Linked DNA regions of Lactuca sativa: region 1 is linked to region 2. The links are chromatin contacts, called in public Hi-C maps. All regions are on one chromosome and are shown on one strand. The core of a region is the stretch at or near the end of the contact, and the rest is flanking DNA. Distances in the headings are between cores, read along the strand shown. Region 1 holds the start of LOC111906851 (inactive protein kinase SELMODRAFT_444075). Region 2 holds the start of LOC111906849 (PRA1 family protein F3).

What was found. Hi-C and Micro-C count contacts between places; a contact is called where the count stands out from the background.
Region 1: a Hi-C map of leaf shows a contact between it and region 2, with 4 times the contacts expected there. The contact joins the promoter of LOC111906851 here to the promoter of LOC111906849 in region 2. A contact is called at or near these places in 2 of 4 Hi-C or Micro-C datasets (leaf and seed).

Annotation. Positions count from the first base shown.
Region 1 is chr4:169,322,517-169,329,104 of Lsat_Salinas_v11, forward strand. LOC111906851 (inactive protein kinase SELMODRAFT_444075) reads right to left here and starts at 4,914. Exons shown (of 12, transcript XM_042901211.2): 1 at 4,753-4,914; 2 at 4,274-4,366; 3 at 3,934-4,068; 4 at 3,486-3,762; 5 at 3,253-3,392; 6 at 3,070-3,164; 7 at 2,138-2,982; 8 at 1,498-1,658; 9 at 1,264-1,340; 10 at 1,045-1,192; 11 at 741-893; 12 at 214-646. The coding sequence starts at 3,657. The coding sequence ends at 455.
Region 2 is chr4:169,123,448-169,129,890 of Lsat_Salinas_v11, forward strand. LOC111906849 (PRA1 family protein F3) reads left to right here and starts at 3,691. Exons shown (of 2, transcript XM_023902625.3): 1 at 3,691-4,362; 2 at 4,961-6,387. The coding sequence starts at 3,814. The coding sequence ends at 4,359.

The sequences.
Region 1 (6,588 bases), core at 3,664-6,163, 200 kb after region 2:
ACATAAATAAGCTCTGGTTCTTGTTTGGTTATGCTACGGTCTTTTTTTTTTGTTGGAAGCCTTTTTTATCATTAAAATATAACACATGTTGATTTCAGTGATTATATCTTTTTCACTCGTATAGTCCCCAAACGTTAGTTTCTTTTACGTACTTCTATGGTTAAAACTATCAACAACCTTACAAAATATTTAAGATATGCACTACTTAACAAATCTAATCAATTTTTAAAGAGGCTCACATTTAGAAAAATAAACTATACTCGAGAAACATTTTACCTACACCCATTCATCACGTGTTAATACCAAAACATAAGTACACAACAATATTTCTAAACTACTATTCCTATACATCTAGAATTTAATATAAAAGGAAGAAAATAAGTTTTGATATGGTATCTATCAAACTATTCTTACATGTGAAGTATGATCTTTGCATCAAACCCTTGTTTTAGATTTATTTATCATTTTCCCAATAACAATCCCTATTTGGATTAATCAAAAACTTTCCCCCATATCCTTTCAATGTGTCATTCATTCGACCAACATTATATCTTTGTTGATCAATCTGAATCCTACCACTTCGGTTCCCCACATCATACACATGACCAGATCCCTTCATCATGTCCCCCTCCAACATGCGTAACACCTTCACAAATAGTAATATTTTTTTTAATTAACCGTTGCCTAGATAAATGACCATTTTACCGTTTTTAAGAGAAAGTAGGAAATTAAGTAAGTACCTGTGACATGCGAGGTCGTAAATGTGGATCCCGTTTAATGCATAAAGAAGCAGCTTGCATCATGCAATAAACCTCATGTTCTGAATAATAACAGTTCCTCAGCCGAGGGTCAATTAAGTCATTTATGGCATCTTGTTCCAACAATGGACGTGCCTACAAATATCAGAGAAAAAAAAACACGGTCACTTTTTTATGTCTTTAGCATGGAGTGTCCCATTGACATCAGTTACAGTCTAATGCATGTCAAACACAGTACAGTACACAGTACACAGTCTATTATGTTGTAAGGCTATCTGGAGCATACCCACTCTGCGAGACATTGTTGGCCTTTAGGACGTTTAAGGTCCACTGCTTTTCTTCCTGTAATAAGCTCAACTAATACAACCCCAAACGAATACACATCAGCTTTTTCAGTGATCTGGCCACTCTGTGCATATTCTGGAGCTAAGTATCTAGATAAAGAAAATATATAATTAATTCACAATATTATTTAATTGGTGTAAAATATAAATTAAAAACTTACCCAAATGTTCCAATTACTTTTGTTTCTTCTTCTGTGTCTCCATCAGGCTGCCATCTTGCTAGTCCAAAATCTCCAACCTTGTAAAGTTGATGTTTTAAAGCAAAATTAAATCATGTTTATAATACAATTGAAGGTGTATTGATATAATATATATATATATATATATATATATATATATATATATATATATATATATATATATATATATATATATATATATATATATTTACATACCAGAGGTTCAAAATCATGGGTGATGAGGATGTTGTTTGGGCGCATGTCTCTATGAACAATGCAACCTACTCTGCATTCTTCATGAAGATACCGCAATCCTCTAGCGGCTCCCAGAGCTATTTTTTGGCGTGCTGACCATTCTAATGCATCCCGATCACGTCCTGCATACATCACAACTCCATGTAAACAGTGCTTACAATTTGCAACAAAAGGGTAAAATGGTCATTTTGTCTCTCCCATGAAGTGATGTATGTGTAAATGATCTCTTGTATGGAGAAAATGTGTTGTACACACAAAGATTGTGTTTTGTGGACTAAATGGAATGTGAATGTCTTAATGTGAGTAAATGACTATTTTACCCTTCTCCAATACGAGTGATAAATGGATATATGTGTGTCTGGAGTAAAGTAAATGTTCTGTACATAAAGACTGTCTTTTGGGGACTGAATGAAGTGTTTGAAATTTGAATATGAGTAAATGAATATTTTACCCTTCTCTTAGGGAAGAAGATGAATGGTTTTTCAATAAAAATGGAAAAATGATACTTTAACCCATCTGTATGTATGAACTCTTTGAGTATGAGAAAATGTCCAATTCACCCTTATATTTATTTTGAGTGGAGGGTAGTTGTAAGAATTACCATAAAGATGAGAATCCAGGGAGCCATTGCATACATATTCATAAACCAGCAACCTCCTTCGATCCTCCATACAGAATCCAATCAACATAACAACATTTCGATGTTGAGCACAGCTTAAAACTTCAACTTCAGAACAAAATTCTTGATCCCCTTGAGAACTTGCAAGTTTATGTTGTTTAACAGCAACAGCTTGTCCATCTGGAAGCAACCCTTTATGCACAGATCCAAATCCTCCTTCAGCCAAAAAATTATTCACAGAAAATCCTCCAGTAGCAACCTCAAGTTCCTCATAAGTAAACCACCTTGGAGGCTTTCCAAAAATAGGCGCCTTATGTTGACATATTGAACACAATGGAGGTGGGAAAGAAGGGGTGCTTCTTGATAAAGATATTGCATCTCTTACATTACCTCTAAATTCTGTTTCAGAATGTTCACTTTTGGAAGTTTGAGAGAATTGAGAGGTTGAAGTGAGGATGTCAATCATCCATGGTTGAAACCTTCTAGAGAAAGATGAAGAGAGATTCTCACTCTCTGAGTCTGAACTCGACTCAGCGAGTTCGTGATTTTCTTTTATAGGGATGAAAAATGGTGAAGTTCCTGGATCAGAACTTGAAATTGAAGTCCCGGGTTCGGTTAAAGATAATGCCTCGGGACTAAATTGAGGCGAATAATTTTTGTCTTTTTGTAGGTTTTTAGATGATTGATTTGTCATATGGTTTGCTTGAGGTGGATTCTTGGGTGATCCAATTAAATTGAGGCGAATAATTTTTGGGCGTGATTTCTTGATTGTCACAATGTTGCATTGCAACTCTTCCATACATCGCTTTTGTTCATGTTTCAATTTTCTACAAGGAACATAAAAAGTGGTAAGTTATACAAATTATGTCTAATTTAAAAGTTTATAATCTATTGATTGTAGTTTCGAGTAGTACTTGTCTAATACGACCCAAGTAGCCTGAATTTGTTTGGCCTCTAGAGCAACTGCTCCGTATGGCAATCCAGAAACTGTTTTTATCTTCACATTTATCTATTATGAGATAAGGGCAAATTAGTAAATTACTCAGTCCCCAGTAATCATGGAGATTTAGAAAAAGGAAAGCTTTAGATGGACATACCTTATTAGGATCATACATGTTATGTAGTTGAAGAATCATTTGGGAGCAGGAATCTGCTATATCACTTTTTCCTAAATATGACCTCCAATGGCGACTAGCACAATCTCCAGTAAATCTTGGAAGACCCCATAATCTTTTACCTAATTTAGAGTAAAGAAAGAGAAAATGGTAATGACAATCAAGAACAGGTGTGAAGTTCAAGAAAGAAGCATAAATTTATAAAAAAAAATTACCTGAAGGCATGACAACAAGCAATGTAATGCAATGCCCAGGTTGAACCACATGAGTCAAAGCCCAAACCAAAGCTGATTTTGGAATTTCCCTGGATGCTTTAACAGCAACAACGACTGTTTCAACATTATTTGAGTCCTTCTCCTGCTTTCCCATGCTCCTTTCTCTAGTCATTGAGCTCAGAAATAGAAAGAAGAATGCCTTCTGATGTGGTTTTTATGATGTACTTTCCCACCAAACACATTACAGTGAATTCAATTTCTTCAAGAGACAATACAACTGCGTAAAAGAAGGTTTTAATGTTTTGTACCAAAGATTGACAAGATGAAAACATAATGACAATTACTGTGTTTGACTCTTTGTACTCTGCCGACCATAAAGTTATGATTCCATAAATATGTAGAGGCAGAATAATTCTCTGTTATTCTGTAAGAGTAATCGGACCCCTACCTGATAGTGATACCTCAGTAGTCCACCCTTTTGAGTTTTGACCAGCAGTCAGTTCCTTTACAAATCTCAAGTCCAAGTTGTACTTACAAAGAAAAAGCAAATCATTCCAGAATCCAGGAACTTGCTATTCAAAATCTGCAAAACATCAAGTAAATAATTTCAGAAATACCATAAATGGCGAGCACTTTGAAGCACATGAAGCGCAAGATACACAATTGGTGTATTAATCGTTCAGTTTCTAATTACGTCTTCGGACACTACAATAGAATTGAACAAATACAGCAAAAAATTAAGAATCCCAATTTATATACATAAATTATCCCGAAAGAGTAGAGTTTACCTATAGATTGCGTATGTGATATGGCAGCAGATTTCAGAAACTTCAGTTGTTATAGCTTCACTTCAAAGGAGAAACGACATCCACCAATTAATCCTGCAATATCCACAATACGTCAAAATTTTACAGCGTCATACACAAGTATAGTTACGAAATACACAAATGCACGAATTAAAACGGATTTTAATCATAAATTCGACACCAAAAATCTCCTTCATTTTGCCAGAGTTATATGCAATGGAAGTATGGAACTATGGAACTATCTCCAACAAAACAGTCGCATCAAAATTTTACACGTATAGCTGCTATAAACTAACATTTAATAACGCGAGGCGAGTGGCTGAAGATTTTCGACAATTCGAAACTTCTCCGAATGAAAATAAATTTCTAAAACGAATTAAACAAATATTAGAGATATTGTAATTGGCACCTGTAACGAAGATCAAACGCAAAGATATCAACAAATCTGAACAAACATTTACCCTATCTGTATGATCTTCTGCCGACGCTCAATAGTTTGGGTTTTAATGGAGAAAATTGACTACGGATTACCCTGGTCTTGCTGAATCCTCACTACTGACACCTTCGTTTTCAGAAAAAGCAATCTCGAAATAGGCGGAATTTGCTTAATTAAATGTTCCTCTCATTTACCGTCGAAAGCGACAACTTATAGGGGGTATGAAATTTGAACTCGAATAGTTGCATTTAGCCGCCTCGAGATTTAAAATTTGACCAAAAGGTCCTTTGTTAAATTTTAATTATGCTTTATGTAACCTAACAATTAGCGGTTACTCTTTTAACAAATTAGAAAATTGACAACACTTGCTTATAAGAAAGAGTCAGGCGTCGTTGAGTCGCTCAACTGGATCCACATAAAACGTAAGTGCAGGCCTTTTATATATACGATCTTTGTACAAATTTTATCTTTAGATACATCTTTGTACAAATTTTATCTTTAGATACATCTTATTTACTCAATCAGCAACAAAAATCAAAGAAAAAGAACAACAAAAATCGAAAAAAAAGAATATAAGGTTAGAAATTCACCTTGGTGATTACGTTTTTATTGCATGAACTTATATATAACAAAGTAATTTGGCTATGTTTGATAGACTACCTGAAAAGTTGTGAGTAGTTGAAAATGTAGTTGATAGCTAAAGGACGTGTATGACAAAAATAGCGGGTAGCTTGTAGCTTTTAACGTTTTGTTAAATGTTAAATGAAGTAGCATTTGAATTTGAAGCGTTTTAATTAAACTAATGCTAGAAGTTTGTAGTGTCAAACGACACTTTTATTTTAAACGGAGCGTTTTGTCAAACGCTAGAAGTTAGAAGCTTTCAAACGTTCCGTGTTGAAAACACCCAAAAAATTAGTTGTCAGCTGATAAAAAATAACATTTGGTAAAAACTAACTAATTAGTTAGCTGGAAAGTGTAAAATGACATAAAAATATGTAGAAAAATATGTTAATTATAATTAATAAAGAATATATATGAGAGAATTTTCAAAAATCTCTATAAGCTAGTTGAAAAACTATTGTGAGTAGTTTTTAAGAAGATAGTTTATTAGCTATTTATTTGGTTTATCAAACATAACAACCTAAAAAAAACTTTAAAAAATAAACTAACTTATAAGCTAGTTGTGACGTGTCAAACGTAACTTATATATGAGTTACGATAGTCATTAGAATCATTAGAAGTTATTAAGAATTATATAAACAAGTCAAAACATCGAAAAATAAATCGAGTTATTCATCATATTGGTTTAAAAATGAAAATGGAAATTTAAACATTCAAATATTAATTAGTTCATATTCACAATAGAAACTTGAAAGAAGTATAATTTTAAAAACTCATAATTCTAAAATAATATATATATATATATATATATATATATATATATATATATATATATATATATATATATATATATATATTTCAATTAAATTAAAATGATTTCACAATATCAACTACTTAGACTACCTACATAAATATTTATAACTTATGATATATTATATGGATACATTTTGATTCAGCATAAACTACCAAATTTCTTCTCTATCATTCATTAATTATATAAATAATAGTTATAATAACCATGTATTGGATGAGTTTATTTAAAAAAAAAAATATGAAGATGTAAATATTTGTGAGCTTTGAATTTATAAGAAAAATAATGAATTATTAAAATTAAAAATATTTTTTATTTTTTAAATTTAAACAAATAATTTAGATAAATAAATAAATAAAACTAGTGAGAAGTTTAATTTGAGAATTCTGAAATTAGAAAGTAAGTATATTAATGAAATTGTAATGTATT
Region 2 (6,443 bases), core at 2,441-4,940:
CTCAAGTTTTAGCTTCATATTTATGGGAAAATGACTTAGGAGGGTAACTACCTCTTACTTGTGTTCACATATTGGCAACTTCTTCTTTTTTGTACATAATAAAGCAACTAACTTGTTTTAACTGTTTAAATTACACCAATATTACCGGCTAATACCTGTTTGAACCGGTAACTCAAAGGGAAAATGACTTCGGAGGGTAACTACCTCTTATCCGTGTTCACATATTGACAACTTCTTATTTTTTGTACATAAGAAAGCAACTAACTTGTTTTAACTGTGTAACATCTCAAAAATCATGACCAAAATTTTCGTTTTTAATTTAATACTAAAACCATAATTGTCAAACCATTAATTTAATACTCCAGCATCGGGCCCTGCCCGACATTAGGCCCCGCCTGGCATAGAGCCCCGCTCGGTATACAGATCTGTCTCTCTTAGGCCCCGCCTGCTAAACACATACAATCATATAACATGCTAACACATAAAGAAACATACTTTACTGTATCCTAGTCCTAAGAAACATACTCTGCTAATAATGAGATACAGAACATCGTCCGTACTCAACTGGTGATGAGATACGGGACCTCACCCACACTCACCTCCATACCAGGAACATACAAGTATCACACACACAACAAGTATAATCTAACATGCAAACATTCCTCGGACACCCGCCCGACATCGGACCTTGGTCTGGAATAACATACTAGCATACAATGCCTAGGGCTAACCGCCGAGTCTTCCTACTCATAGACTACATGAGCTGGCATTGTGGCCTTAGACCCATTCACACAGTGAGGAGACTCACCTTGCACTGCTGAATCCCTGGCTGGAACTAGCTGAGTACGGACGAAGTTTTGTATCTCATTATTAGCAGAGTATGTTTCTTAGGACAGGGATACAGTAGAGTATGTTTCTTTATGTGGTAGCATGTTATATGATTATATGTGTTTAGCGGGCGGGGCCCGGAGACAGGCGGGGCCTAAGAGAGACAGATCTGTATACCGAGCGGGGCTCAATGCCAGACAGGGCCCGATGCCGGAGTATTAAATTAATGGTTTGACAATTATGGTTTTAGTATTAAATTAAAAATGAAATTTTTGGTCATGATTTTTGGGATGTTACACAGTTAAAACAAGTTAGTTGCTTTCTTATGTACAAAAAATAAGAAGTTGCCAATATGTGAACACGGATAAGAGGTAGTTACCCTCCGAAGTCATTTTCCCTTTGAGTTACCGATTCAAACAGGTATTAGCCGGTAATATTGGTGTAATTTAAACGGTTAAAACAAGTTAGTTGCTTTATTATGTACAAAAAAGAAGAAGTTGCCAATATGTGAACACGGATAAAAGGTAGTTACCCTCTTAAGTCATTTTCCCCACATTTCTCGTGCATGCATTTTATTATTTTTGAAACTACTTTACATTCGGTCGGTACATAAAGTACTCATGAATGAGCTAGATAAGAACTCACGAGCTGCATATGGTTTTGTATATATAGTAACATTGAGGACGAGCAAGAATAATCACTGCAATATAAACAAACCAGAGACCGAATCGACCGTCTAGCTGGTTCGATGGTTTTACTGGTTCAACTGGTCTCATAAACCGAAAAAAACCGGATGATGTCATAATTATATTATTATTAATTTTAATTATATAAAAAAATACAAAAAATAAAAAAATAAATATTTTTAAAGTTCCCGGTTTTACCGGGCCAATTTTTACCGGTTCACATGAATACCGATTTTTTAGCCTTTAAGAACTGGATCCTGGACCGGTTCCCAGCAGGGACGGACCCAGGATTCTGTAGTAGGTTTTGCCGGTCCGTAACAGGTGTTGTCGATCCATAGTAGGTGTTGCTGGTGACACATTTTATAGTAGAAAAAAGAAAAAAAATCGAAAATTTTGCACTACGTCGGGAAAAAATAGGTGTTGCCGGTGCCACCGTTGGCACCATACTAGATCCGTCCTTGGTTCCCAGTTGAACCGGTCAAACGGTCTGGTTTTCAAAACATGGGTAAAAACTTTATTAAAAGATTTATGTTGAAGAATAGAATGACAATAGAGAAGAAGATGATGATCTAACATCTATCATTGATTATACATTTATATGCAAGTAAGTGACAAATGATCTTCGATTTTACATTTTTTTCTCTTTTGCTGAATCACTAATTATCTTATGTGTTCGGTATTGTCCTAGTGAATTAACATGCACCACAGGCTTGCGTCACCGATTGAGAGGATTGTCAATGACTACGTGTTTGCCTCTTTAGATGAGATTACGTTAACACCGAAAACAATTGTGTAGAATAATCCATGCTTTCTTGATGTTTAGTATATAATATTTCAGGCACCTTCTATATATGTAAATTAAAAGGCTTATAAATAAAAAACTTATTTTATGTCCATAATATAAAAGTTTTTTTAATTTTTTTTTTGTAGGGATCCTATATAAATTGTTTGTCTACAGTTGATTGAAAAGATATTAGACTCACTAAATCATTGAAAAAACTTATGACAAGAGGTTATTAATTAACAAGCTCCATAAAGACTTAGTTATAAAAAAGCTTGCTTTTTGGATGATAAAAACGGTTGCAAAACTAGTCGACTTAAGAAAAAAAATAAGCACTTTTTACAAAAAGGAGTCGATTAACTTAGTTCTAAAAAAGCTCATCTATTAGTTTTTTAAAATTTCATTTTCAAATTTTGTGAGCTTTTTGGATGATAAAAACGTAGGCCTGGTAATGGAACGGGTTTTGACCCTGATCCGATCCAAACCCTTAACAATAATATGGGTTTGGAGCATAGTTTTGATCCGTTTACCCGTTAACGACCCATACCCGCTAACCCTTTTATTAAAAGGGTCGGGTATGGATCATTACCGATCCGCTCCGTTTAAAACCCGCCCCATATAAATTTTGGAAATATAAATTTATATTTGATATTGCCTAAAGTTTACATTAAATTCCAATCAGAAGTCCAAAGAGAAAAGGCCAAAGACTAAATTGTTTTTACATAGAACTCGATGACTCAACTTCTAGACTTCCAGTCTTCTCCCAAGAGTCATGATTTCATTTCATTTATATTTCATCATGTAATCACCAATTTAATTTATAAATCAATAAAGTCATTTATCAACCGGACTAAAGTTTGTAATTACTATTCTTTATCAATGCAATCGACGATTAAAAACCAATTGGAAGTAACTAAAATAATGATTTTAATTCCAATAGAAAGTCCTCGAGTACATAATGTGTTTTTTAAATCAAAACTTAGTTTTATTTAATAAATGTGATTTTATGATTTAAGTAAAATGTGTTTGATTATTCAAAAAACTTACGGGTTACGGGGCGGGTTTGGATATCTGCTGATTCGGTGGATAAGGGTATGGGTTTGATTATTTAAAACCCTGCGGGTTACGGAGAGAGTTTGGATCGGATTTTGAAATTTGTTAAAATGGTTTGGATCAAGGTCGATTCGCTCCAAACCCGCCCCATTGTCAGGTCTATAAAAACGTTTGCAAAACTAGTCGACTTAAAAAAAAAGCATTTTTACAAAAGGAGTCGATTAATATAGAATCGTTAAGAATTAACAAGTTAAAGAACATTTTATAGGGATCAAATTCGAAAAAAAAAGATTATAAAGAAACCGGTTTGTAATTAAGTCCTTAATAAGATACCATCAGTTGTCGCAATACGGCAAATAGTTATCCAGCATACACGACAGCTTGAACTCCCCAATTACTTGTCTACTACCAATAAAATCCACGCCCTTGCCCTTCCCGGAAACCTTCTTCAGATCACCGGCGGCAATGACGACGTACGGCACGATTCCGACGTCATCAGGCGGAGGTTCAAATCTCGAATACCTCTCTCGAGCTAAAGCACGCATAAAATCTGGATTAGGCACGCGGCGTTCCTGGAAAGAGATGTTCAATTTCCGTTCGGTTGACCTTCCTCATGGCGTCTCCGATGCGTTTTCACGAATCAAAACAAACATAGGTTACTTCCGTATGAACTATGCGATACTCGTGCTGGTGATTTTGTTTCTTAGTCTGTTATGGCATCCGGTTTCGTTGATTGTATTCGTGGTGATGATGGCGGCTTGGTTGTTCCTTTACTTCCTCCGTGACGAGCCTCTGGTGATTTTCCACCGTACAATTGACGACGGCGTGGTCCTTGTGGTGTTATCGGTTGCGACGATACTTTTGCTGTTGTTGACCGGCGCAACGATGAATATAATTTCATCGATTCTTGTCGGATTGGCTGTTGTGGTGATTCACGCTGTTTTCAGGAGCACTCATGATTTATCCTTAGACGATGAGGCAGGTGGCTATCTGGCATCTTCTTCGTCTTAGAAGGTAGATTCGAAATAGTTTGCGTATAATCTGCAACTCTTTGTTTGTTTGTTTGATTGTTTTTGTTACTGATTCGTTTTCTTGGCTTCTGTTACTCGTTAATTTTGGCACGAATCTTTTGTACCTATGTCGCTATTTGTGTCCATTTGTGTGAAAAGCAAACTTCAATTCCTTCCACTGAAATTAAGTTCTCCATTTCTGCTCAAGCCATACCTTCAGGTTGAGTCTACACTCTTCACTGCACATTTTATCATGTAATCAGTGGCAATCAGATCAGGATATGAACTTTTTTTTATAGCTACTTGATTTGAAGGGTAAAAAAGACATGAAGCATCCTTTGATAGAATTGAATTACAGGCTAGGAAATTAGTCAAAACATCTAATCTGTTCTTGTTGATTTATTACTTTGTTTGTTGTCTGTTGTTGTAGTTAATTGTATCAAACCCAACTACAGGCTTTTCTGTGTTGTTTTTATCTGCTGGGGTGGTGCCTACCAATGATTTCTTTGTCCACCAACTTCATTACTATGCAATCCGTATTAAATCTGACCAAATTGCCCTTCCTAATTCCTACTCTTGACAACTCATTTTTGTTCTACTAGTCTTTTAATGGCTCATCAACAGTCAACGCTACTACAAAAATGCATTGCAAGATCCTTTTATTTGTTTAAAAGATATGGTTGGTATCATGTGTATTTTTCTAGTGGTTTGTTGTCCACTTTTGTAAGTTTTTTTAAGATAATAATTTTTTATGATTTAAAATGTATTAACTTTAAAAAAGTTGATAGGTTATATTTTGTGATTTCAGATTTAATATGTTTCCTTTGTGTAAACTCTGAGGACAATTGCACTAGTTTTATTTGAATTTAGGGGTTGTGTTTGTAAATAAAGCTTGATATATGATATGATATATCTTAGAGAATCACAAAAATTGCCAAAAATTAGGATAAGCTTTTAACTTATGGCCACATTTGCTTAATTTCCTTCAAAATTACCATCTATCTTACTCTTCTCTCACTCCCCTACCTTCAACAACTACTTTTAAATTCACACAACAATATTTATTTCATGATATGCAACAATTTTATCCTATACAAAACCTAACCCTAACTCCATTCACCAACTTCTGGCCTCTTCCCCAATAATAATAATGTTGAAGGAACCATGGATCCAAAAACTGTAATAATCAGATATTTCATCTTTGGATTCATCAAACACAGTCAAGAAGCAAGAGTTCAAAGAGATTAACGAAGACTATCTTCCGTACAAGTCTTATGTTGCACTGATTTGATTTTGTCAGAGTATAGTTAATGTTGTGTTTTCCAAAGTCTTTAGAGAGTTGGATCAAAGAATTCCTGAAAAGAAAAGAAATCCCCAAGAGTTCAATTGGCTTATAGACTTTCATATTCATCACTCTAAAAGGAAAAACAAAATCGTTAAAAAAAACGAAGCTTTAAACATGCCGACTTCTATCTATGCAACATACAGAAGAATAGGAAAGAAGAAGAAGTCACTTATGCGGACTTCAAAGACATCAACCCCGAAGACTTGAATGAATTGCCAAAAAGTTCAATGTCAAAGCTGAAAAATACACTCCAACTTCAAACTTCAAACTACCATATATTCCACTCATAGAGTTTTTGGAATCATTGCTTTTTGATATCACTTTCATTGATGGTGAACTTTGCCAAGTGTGTGATCGATGATATTATAAGATCGAAGTATGCCAGCCACTCCTCGTTGAAGGAGTTAATGCATGACTGGCGAAGAGATTGTGTCTTGGTGTGTTAGCAAAGGTCGGAGAAATGGAGAGTGAAACAAAGTTGGAGAGAATCATCCTTGAAGACATGTAGACAGAACTTTGGTGTGTCTAACACATAAGTTGAAGCTTAACGAATTATTTATCATGTACAATCTTTTATAATATATTGTCAGGGTGAAGTTATGTGTATTGTCCACCAAACCTAAGGCTATAAGGTATGTTCTGAACATCTCATTTATGGGTGAAAATGATTATTCATCATCATCATACATTTTCGCAACACATTTACTATTGTTTGGGGGGGGGGGGGGGGGGGGGGAAGG